Linked DNA regions of Gossypium hirsutum: region 2 is linked to region 1. The links are chromatin contacts, called in public Hi-C maps. All regions are on one chromosome and are shown on one strand. Each heading gives the region's core, a stretch centred on a gene start, on an enhancer-like site or on the middle of the called end of the contact. The rest is flanking DNA. Distances are from core to core; before and after follow the strand shown.

Region 1 (5,238 bases), core at 2,661-5,160:
AGACATTCACCTGGCTCATCATCAGCGGCCATAAGATCACCAGGCCCAACGAGAGCACCGACGCAGCAGTTCAACCGATGATACCCACTCAACCGCCTTTTTAGATGATGCCAGGTGCGTTTCCTAGCCCTTATATGTACCCTAACCCTTATATGTATCCTTTTCCAAGTCCTATGGCAGGTTGGAGCCAAATGCCCAGTTTAGCTCCATTTCCTGTTATGCCGAGCGGACCGCCGATGTATAGGCCAACGGCGCATGAGGGATCGCAAGGGGGCCGTCGGGGAGCTCTCATTTTTACAAATCCCCATTAACGTATGGGTTTCAAACACCGTCGCCGTTCCTGATGCAAACACCTCCACATACACTATTCTTTGAAGGTGGATCATCGTCCCAAGTCCGACAACCAGATACCGAACCGGAAGAACCAGAATCCCCACCGGAGGAACAACAACCGTCGCCGAAAGCTAGAGAAATGAGGAATCTAGCGCGTAACCATCGACGGCCGCCATGTGGCACTGAGTCCCCCGGGCATAGACATTGATTGCCGTATTTAAATTTATTTGTACAAATATTTTGAATATTTTGATATTATTTTATGTAAAAAAATAGAAATTTTTTGAGTTATTTTGATATTATTTAATGTAATAAAATAAAAGTTTATTTGATGTAATAAAATAGAAGTTTATTTGATGTAACAAAATAGAAGTTTATTTGATGTAATAAAAACCCTAACCTAATTTAACCCTAAACCCTAACCTAAATTAATTAAAAATCCTAACCCCTAACCTAAATTAATTACAAACCCTAACCCTAACCCTAACCTAATTTAATTAAAAACCCTACACCATTAACTTAAAAACCCTAACCTTAACCTAATTTAATTAAAAACCCTAACCTAATTTAATTAAAAACCCTAACCCTAACCTAATTTAATTAAAAATCCTAACCTAATTTAATTAAAAATCCTAAACCCTTAACTTAAAAACCCTAACCTTAACCTAATTTAATTAAAAACCCTAAACCCTAAACCTTAAACCCTTAAACCCTAAAGCTCTAACCCTAACCTAATTTAATTAAAAACCCTAACCTTAACCTAATTTAATTAAAAACCCTAATTTAATTTAATTCAAAGCCCTAAACCCTTAACTTAAAAACCCTAACCTTAACCTAATTTAATTAAAAACCCTAACCTAATTTAATTAAAAACCCTAAACCCTTAACTTAGAAACCCTAACCTTAACCAAATTTAATTAAAAACCATAACCTAATTTAATTAAAAATCCTAAACCCTTAACTTAAAAACCCTAACCTTAACCTAATTTAATTAAAAACCCTAACCTAATTTAATTAAAAACCCTAAACTCTTAACTTAAAAACCCTAACATTAACCTAATTTAATTAAAACCCTAAACCCTTAACTTAAAAACCCTAACCTTAACCTAATTTAATTAAAAACCCTAAACTCTTAACTTAAAAACCCTAACCTTAACCTAATTTAACCCTAAACTCTTAACTTAAAAACCCTAACCTTAACCTAATTTAATTAAAAACCCTAACCCTAACCTAATTTAGTTAAAAACTCTAAACCCTTAACTTAAAAACCCTAACCTTAACGTAATGTTAGATTTAGAAAAATGTTTTGACTGGTACTAACAAATAATAATTTTACATAATTTGATAATTTTACTAACCATTAATACAATTTTTTGACTTAATAATTTTACATTCACATAATATTAGATTTGGAAAAATGTTTTGATTGGTACTAACAATTAATAATTTTATATAATTTGACTGGTACGATCACGCAACCGGTGTGGTAGATCTGGAAACTCTAACGCATCATCTGCAGACAGATCGACAATATGCATGTGGGTTGGAGGTGAGTATGCTCTGAATCGTGGATTTTCTTCCTCATCTGAACTCCTGTCAGCATCTTCAGCTTCTGTTGGAATAGGCTCCGGTTCAGAAAATAAGCCAACTTCTGCACCATCCGGTCTGGGCTCTCGAGGTGGATCCACATCGGAGTCATCTTCTAACCCACAATTATCTGTAGTGTACGAGGTCCCCTCACCGGTTGACGTCGTAAGGAGTACATCATCCATTCTTCTGGGCATTTGATAACGTCCCCAATTGGATGTAGATTGCCACCCGCTAGAACTTGATGCCGCTCCTCAGTACGTATTTCCAGCATCAAACATCGAGCCACCGACGTACATGTCCCATCCACCGACAGAGTGTCTTGCAGGGGATATGCATTCGACACCGCTACCGAACATGGGCTGTTCCGTATTTTGTAACCTGTTGACCGAGTGTCGGCTAGGGGTGGTGTATACATCTCGAACACCGGTTGCTGGTACATCAGTTGGCGATGTAAATTGTATATATAACTCAATATAAGATGCTCCACTAGCAAGATGAGCCTGCACCATTGCCTCCAAGCTACGAGCACCTTTTATGTCGAACGAGTCTTATGTCACCGAATCAACAGAAGAACAAAATCGATACGTGATAGGCAGAACTTTTCATTGGCGTCGTTCCAAAAATTGTACGCCTAATCCTTTTACGAAGTTCTGTCAAATCTATGTTCTGGTTAAAAACTAGTCGCACCGTATTCTCTGACAAAAAAACAACACCATTCTCGGTGTGGCAAACCTCACCATCGTAGTAAATAACAGCACTAATACGTTCACTCATATTTGAAACTCTAACCTTCTTAGTCTCTCTAAATTGTTTCTGCTGTGACTTTATGCATTCTGAGAACATTTTCTGCCTAGCTTATAGCCTTAGCCCAATCATGCTACTGTAGCAAAAGTGCGTCTACGAGGGCACGATTTCACAAATTCTTCTCAAATAGCATCCTGCTAGAAGCGATTTTATATTATTTGCTCAGAAACATCAAAAAAATTATTTCTTACATGACCTACTGTAGCAAAAGCGCACTGACGAGGCCGCGATTTCAAAAATTCTTCTCAAATAGCATCCTGCTAGAAGCGATTTTATACTATTTGCTCAGAAACGTCAAAAAATAATTATTTCTTCCGTGATCTACTGTAGCAAAAGCGCGTCCATGAGGGCGCGATTTCACAAATTCTTCTCAAATAGCATCCTGCTAGAAGCGATTTTATACTATTTTATCAGAAAAATCAACTCAAAATTATTTCTTCCAGGACCTAAAAACCCTAAAAAGCCTGAACCCTAAACCCTAAAAGCCAAAAAAACTAATATGGGAAAAACCGCGAAATCGCGTCCACGTCAGCGCGATGTCAGGGTACGCGCCAGGAAATCACGTCAAGGGCGCGATTTGCTGCCACGTCAGCAACTCGCGCTGACGTGGACGCGATTTCCTGGCGCGTACCTTGACATCGCGCTGACGTGGACACGATTTCGCGGAAAAAAGACCATTCTAGTAAATAATTAAATAATGGGCCCATTTCGGTAATTTTTGAAAAAAAGGACTTTTATTGTTAAATTGCCCATTGATTTTGTTTTATAAAGAATTTCATATAAAGTTTTTATTAAGTTTATTTATAAAGATAGTTGAATAAATGTAATAATATTTAAGGTATATTTTAATTTTAAATTAAGAAAAATAAAATAATTATTTATGTGCATTATATAATAGGTTAAAATATGTATATAATTTTTGTATTTTTTGAAAATTAAAAATTTAGTTTCTTATTTTTTTTTAGATTTTAAAATTTAAGTTTAACAGTATCTTTTTTTACATAGCAAGTAAGTAGTTTTTTTTAAATGTCACAGTAACAAATTTAATAACTAGATTTGAATTTTGAAATCTGAATAGTAAAGAAATTAAATCCGTAAAAATTATCCATAATATTTTAAAAAATAATTATTATTATATTTCCATCATATCCACAAAATAAGAGCCACGTGTAAGAACATAGATGATTACCGATATTCTCTCCACTTAAACCTTATATATGTCCGACCAGAACTTTCATTCCTTAAAACGACATCCCCAAACTACAGAAAACGCAGAGGAAAACCAAACAAAACCGAGGGATTTCGAGAAAAGCCGAGAGACAGCAACTAGAACTCTACAAGTTCATTTTTTCCCCCTTACTCCACGCAAAGCCAATCGATTATTTTTGTTAAATTCATTTGAACTTATTTCATCTTTTTGAAATCTGAACTTAAATCAGTCCAACAATGGCGGCTTCTTCTTCTACTACTTCAATGGCGTCTGTTAATGGTTTCAGTTTTTGTGCTACACGTTCTGTTTCTAATATAAACAATCTCCTTTTAACTCACCCACGCCTTTCTTTGAGCTTTCCTTCAAAACCCAATTCATTGAAATCCTTTAAACCACTTCAGTTAAGGAAAAATGGGGTTTTTGAGAGGTTTTCAAGGACTTCTTCAAGGCCTTTCGTTGTTCGTTGTGAAGCTTCAACTGGGAAGGTTAGCTTGTTAGTAGCCGATAGTTTTTTATTTTATTTTATTTCCATATGCATCGTCTCGATATATTTCTTTTTAAGTAGAGAAACATGATTTGTTTTAATAATTCTAGTTTAATTAGTGTTAAAGAGACCGAATCTGTATTGATTTCGAGTTGCTTCTTCAGTGATTTTCATTGGTTCAGTGCGAATGTTGTATGTAGAGATGCTAGTACTCGTGTGTAATTGTTGGATACGAGTATGTTTGTTGAGGGGTCTGCCCTCTTTCGGGAGAAGTATTGTCGTCCATCGAGCACCGGATCAGATCCTCAAACACTGGAGAAATTGTGCCCAGAATGTCTGTGCTCGGTTTTAACCCCAGGTTTTGTCTCCTTATTCCGAGGAGAGCCATACGGATTCATGGAGTGCGTCTAGTACACCAAAGAAATGTTTAACATTTGGCCTTGGTGGGGTTCGAAACCCACCAAGACTAAAGGTTAAACATTTCCTTCGTGGATTAATGCTCCTGCCAAACGACTTGAATCCTTTTGTGCTTTTCTCGGAGTAAAGAGACAAATCCGGAGCTAAAACCAAGTATAGACACCCGGGCATAATACCTTCATTATTTGAGGGTTCACAGACAGCACTTCAAAGACTTCTACAGAAAGAGAGCCGATCCCCCTAAAGAATGTTCAATAGTTTTCTTATATTTTCATGTGTTTTGAGATTTCTTGATTATATCCTCGTATCCATATTTGAATATGGCTTAGTCAACTTAGTGTGAAGTAGCTTGCTTTATTATGTAATTGTCTTTGTGAATTCTTTTTGCTGAGTTGGGGTT
Region 2 (4,966 bases), core at 887-3,386, 200 kb after region 1:
AAAGAAGCTTCCAAACAAATAAAGATCAGCATCAAACATCATTATATGGAACACACTCAAGCACTTCATAGAGTCTCTCTCAAATGCAAAAAGTGAAGATTTTCTTACTAGTTTAAACAATAAAAAAATAAAATTTACACAATGCTAACCACGAGTCGAATAGTAAATTACATGGATGTATAAACAAGTCGAATTAGTACAAACTATTCAACTTTATTCCAGTGAACAAAAAATATGAAACTCAACAAATGCCAAGTATCAATCCAAATTTAGGAAGGCAGCTCCAATGAGAAAACAGTTACTCAATCTCCCCATTCACTCAAAAAACTTGAGAGGAGCAATCAAGACTGCTACAACAATAACAGCCAACAAGCAACATAATTAAGAGTTCACCCTCGACAAAGATTCCAATAGTTGACATCATCAAAACAACAAAAAGCTGCAATTGACTGCCATTGCTAACCAACTATCCCACCAGTAGATCATTATTAAGCAACTGCACCAAGAGGCCAGACAAGGTAATTAAACCATTGGTTTTGAGATGTCATTCAGTTCAAAAAACTGAACATGTCTTCCCTTATACAAGTATCAACCAATGCACTGGCCTCAATGCTTGCTCAAATGAGAAACCCTGATATAAATGCTTCCTAATACTAACTGGCCTAAGATCAGTTACCCTAGTAAAATGTACTTACTAAACATTCATTTGACACCCAAAGAGTTCAATCATTCAACCCAATGTGCAAAGCAAAAGTGCATTCTACAATGCCAGCTATGTTTCCAACAACTTATATAGAACCAGATTAAAAATAATAGTCATGTATATAAACATAATGAGGTAATACTCGTTCTCAATTAACACAACAAGCTAACGCAAAAATCAACATCCAAACTCACCCAACATCAGGCTGGCTCTTGAAAATGGTATGATCAGGCAGAGCACTAACATGGAAAAAGGGGCCCAAAATGCTAGTCATTTCGATGACACGTCCATTCAAGTAAACTCCTTTAGGAATCCACCATGGATGATTAACCAAGCTTTTAGCACCAACAGGGAACTTAACCAAATACAACAAAGCCCTCAAAGGTTGCTGAAAATTTCCCAAAGCTGAAACTTTCAAAACACTCCCTCTTAAATCCTCATACAAACCTTTTAAGATAGGGTCCAAAGTATCAAAATCTGAATCCTTAAAGAAGTCTTCCAAAAACCCAGGTGGACAATCCACCCGACTTCCAAAATCATTCCCTCCAAACCCATCAAGCATTACTCCACTTGAAACTTCAGCAAAAACTAAGGGAAACAAAGGGGAACTGGAAGACAAAGAAGAACCGGCTTTGGGGTTACTATCTTTTAAATTCCCATTAGAAAACAAATCAGGATTTCCCAGATGAATCCTAGCATATGAAACAGCCAACTTCTTAGCCTGTTTAGCAGCAGATTCCATCCCAGAACGCAGCGTCTTGTCTTTCATGTTGGAAATCTTCTTGATTTCTTCATGAGCTCGCTTATAACAACCAATGAGATAATTAAAAGGGGGTTCTGAATTAGGGAATTCACCAGACAGACGATCAATTAAAACCCTTTCCATTAGATCACGTGAAAGTAAAAGACTTTTGCCTTCACTTAAGATCTCAGCTGCGGTCATCTCTAGGTAAACAACCCTTGGATCAGAAGAAGATGATGATGGGTTCTCTGGGTTCTCTTTAAGGGTTACAAGGAAGATCTTCCTTAGGATCATATCTTCTATTTCTTCTGGGGCTCTTTGGGGTTTTTGCGTAGCCATAGTTTCGAAGACAAAAAAGGGGATAAAAACTTGGTTTTTTCCCTCCTTTATTTTCCTGAGAAACAAATAGGGTTCTCTTTATATTCCGGAGAGAGAAGAATAATTAGGCTTTGAAGAAAACTATGGAGGAAAACAGATAAATGAAGATTGAGAAATAGGTTTCATGAAGATTGTAGGAAAAGGCTGATTGAGTTGGTCTTGAACTTGGTTCTGTTTTTCTCCAAGTCTTTGTGGCCGTTGATCGGCTTGTTGATTCACTATGATACTGCCACGTTCAACTTCTTTGTTTCTTTGGAATCTCGTAAACTCTCCTCTTTCTTTCTTTTATCGCAAGTATACTTACAAATATTTTCAGATTTTTTTTACTACCAAAATTAATTTAATATCTACTTGAATTTTAATTTGTATTTTATTATTTGGAAACAAAGCTAAGGATAATATTTATATTATTAAAATATTAATATTTTGTACTATTATTTCAAAAAAAATTATCAAAATATTAATATACTTTTAATAAAATATTAAGAATTACTTAAATTTTAATTTATTATTAAAATTAAAATAAATTAAATTTATATTTGAAAGCAAACTTGCGTAGTGTTTGAAGTAGTGTTTGGGACTAAGGTTAACTACTTTTAAAATTAAGAATGAACAAAGTAGAAAAGTAAATATTCACAAAGTTCAATTTTTCTAAATAAAAAAGGCGTTGTCTAGAAAGATAATCTACTATCTTAAAAATACATACAAATGATTACAACTTCTGACACTCACTAAATTAAACTCCTCACTTTTGTACCTAATATCTAAATAACTCTCTTCTAAGTTTTCCCCATACAAACTTATGGCAAATAACCAAGTAACTCATTTGATTTTGTACTTAACGAACTCACGAGAAATGTTCCTCCATGAACAATAATAAGTGTTCTCATATCAGTATAACTACAAGTCTCCTCAATTTATAAAGAAGTGAGACTTGCTAATATATGATATCAATTACAACCAATCTTCCACTAAAACTAGCAAGATAACAAGCACAAAAAATATCTCCAATGTGCTTGGGATGAATCTTGAATCTCCAATATATGCTTCCAAGTTTTACCCGATTCCAATCCCACCAAACTTGGGAAGTTGATTGTGTTTATCCAATCCAAACCAATCTTTAGGATATGTTGTTATAACCAACTTGGATATCATAAATGTGCTTATAGACATCCAAAGTACCGAAAAGATTCAAAGCCAAATAATTTTTGTTGTCAAAATTTGTCAACTTAAACATGAAAAGTTTCTAAGCTGAGCAATACTATGAACCTGTAAAAACTGCTCAAAAATTACCTCAACAATCTCTAATTTTGGCAATTTTTTGAACAAAACCATAAAATGAAAACATATTCAACAAGAGATATAAATGCTTGCCTAAGTAACTTCCCCTTAATTAATCATACTTAACTACGGACATAATCAAACAAATTAATCATTAATTTCATAAAAGAGGATGATCAAAATACTAGAAATTATATATAAGCGAGCATAATAGAAAAAGGATTCAAAAATATAACAACCAACCTATATAAAATTGAGTTCAAAGTTCCAACACTACGTCTTCAAAAAGAATTGAAAATTGAAAATCATTAAAGAAATAACAGTGCCTACTCCCTCTGTTTGTTCAATAAGTTTGCCAAAGTGTTGTTAGAGTTGCTTGGCTAGCAGATCATTCATCAAGGCTTAGCACCATGTACGTTGGCTTGAAGTTGTGGAATGATGCGTTCGTGAGAGGCAATTTCAACATCCAAATGTTGTAGCATCCTTTGTTCAATGGTTGACAGTTGCCCAAGAGCATCAATTTCAGTGCCAACTGGTATAAGCCGTGCATCCACAGGTTGGGCTTCAAGATTAGCCTTAGAATGCTTCCCTTCAAGCCACTTGTAAGAAAACTTTAATTTGGTAGGTTTTCTGTAATAGCCCGATTTTAGGCTTAGTCGGAACAGTGGTTTCGGGACCACAAATCCGACGAAAAAAAAAAATGTAATGGCTTGAATTTTCAGAGGTGTCGGAACGGTGATTCGAGATCACTAAATTCGACAAATGGGTAGAAAATATTATTAATTTAGCAAGTATAAGTTAAATATGAAGTTAGGAAAATTTTTGAAATAGTGAATAGTGCACTAGAAATAAATATTAAAATAATTAGAATCGAAATGAGGTATCAAGACCTCGGGGATTTTAAACTGAGCCATAAATATTTTTATAAATATTTATGGAGTGTTAAAAAGTTAGTATTAAAGTTTCGTTAAGAAATTTTAAAGTTCCGATAATTAATTGAACAAAAAGGACTAAATTGTAACAAATGCAAAATTTTGGGAAATGATTAAATAGCTTAAATGATAAAAGGAAGAGGGCTTAAAAGCAAATAGACCCAAGGTCTATTTGGGCTGGACGGCAGAGGCATGAAATCAGCAAGAAAGTAAGGAGAATTAAGGGCAAAATTGGAAAATTGCAAAATTTGCTTAATAAAGTTAGGACCCAAGTGGAATTATCTAGATTTCTCTTCATTTTTCTGAATTCTCATCAGCTAAAACACCATGGAAGGGCTTCTTCAAGCTGGTTCTTCATATTTTTATTACAAGTAAGTTCAATTCTTGACTATTTCTTGAAATTTTTGTATTTTTATGACTTTTACAACTAGGCCCACTTGTTAAATTCATTAGTTTTTGATTTTATGAAAGAAGTTGAAAGTTTATATGAATATGTGCTGGAAGTATATGATGATTTAGCATGAAATTAGAGCTTTAAATTGTTCATATGCTGATTTTATTGAAAGAATTGAATAGAAAGTGAATGTTTGGGACCTAATAGTAAAAGAGTTTGAAGATAGAGTTATATGTGGCAATTCTGAATTTCAATAGTTGTGTAACAACTTATAATGTCTAGTAAAGTACTAATTGAGAAAATTAGATTAATTGAGGGGTTAATTGAGAAAGGACCGAATTGTATAAACTGTGAAATTTGGGGCAAAATGGAAATCAACATTTTGCACTAAAGCAGTTTTGGACAGCAGCAGTAGTGTAACTTTGAAAAATCACCAAAAATTGTAGAGATTGAATTAGAGGATGAATAAAATATGAAATTAAAGCTTATTGAGTCTAGTTTCTTATAAAAGAAATGATGTGAGCAATGGAATTGTA

What was found. A called contact is a pair of places that touch in the nucleus more often than the background predicts.
Region 2: a contact with region 1 is called in a Hi-C map of leaf, with 2.2 times the contacts expected there. The contact joins the promoter of LOC121221099 here to the promoter of LOC121221093 in region 1. A contact is called at or near these places in 2 of 34 Hi-C or Micro-C datasets (leaf and petal).

Annotation. Positions count from the first base shown.
Region 1 is chrD09:2,616,607-2,621,844 of Gossypium_hirsutum_v2.1, forward strand. It overlaps LOC121221093 (chaperone protein ClpB3, chloroplastic), which reads left to right and starts at 3,911. Exons shown (of 10, transcript XM_041101567.1): 1 at 3,911-4,422. The coding sequence starts at 4,174.
Region 2 is chrD09:2,815,971-2,820,936 of Gossypium_hirsutum_v2.1, forward strand. It overlaps LOC121221099 (probable ubiquitin conjugation factor E4), which reads right to left and starts at 2,137. Exons shown (of 16, transcript XM_041101576.1): 1 at 898-2,137. The coding sequence starts at 1,784.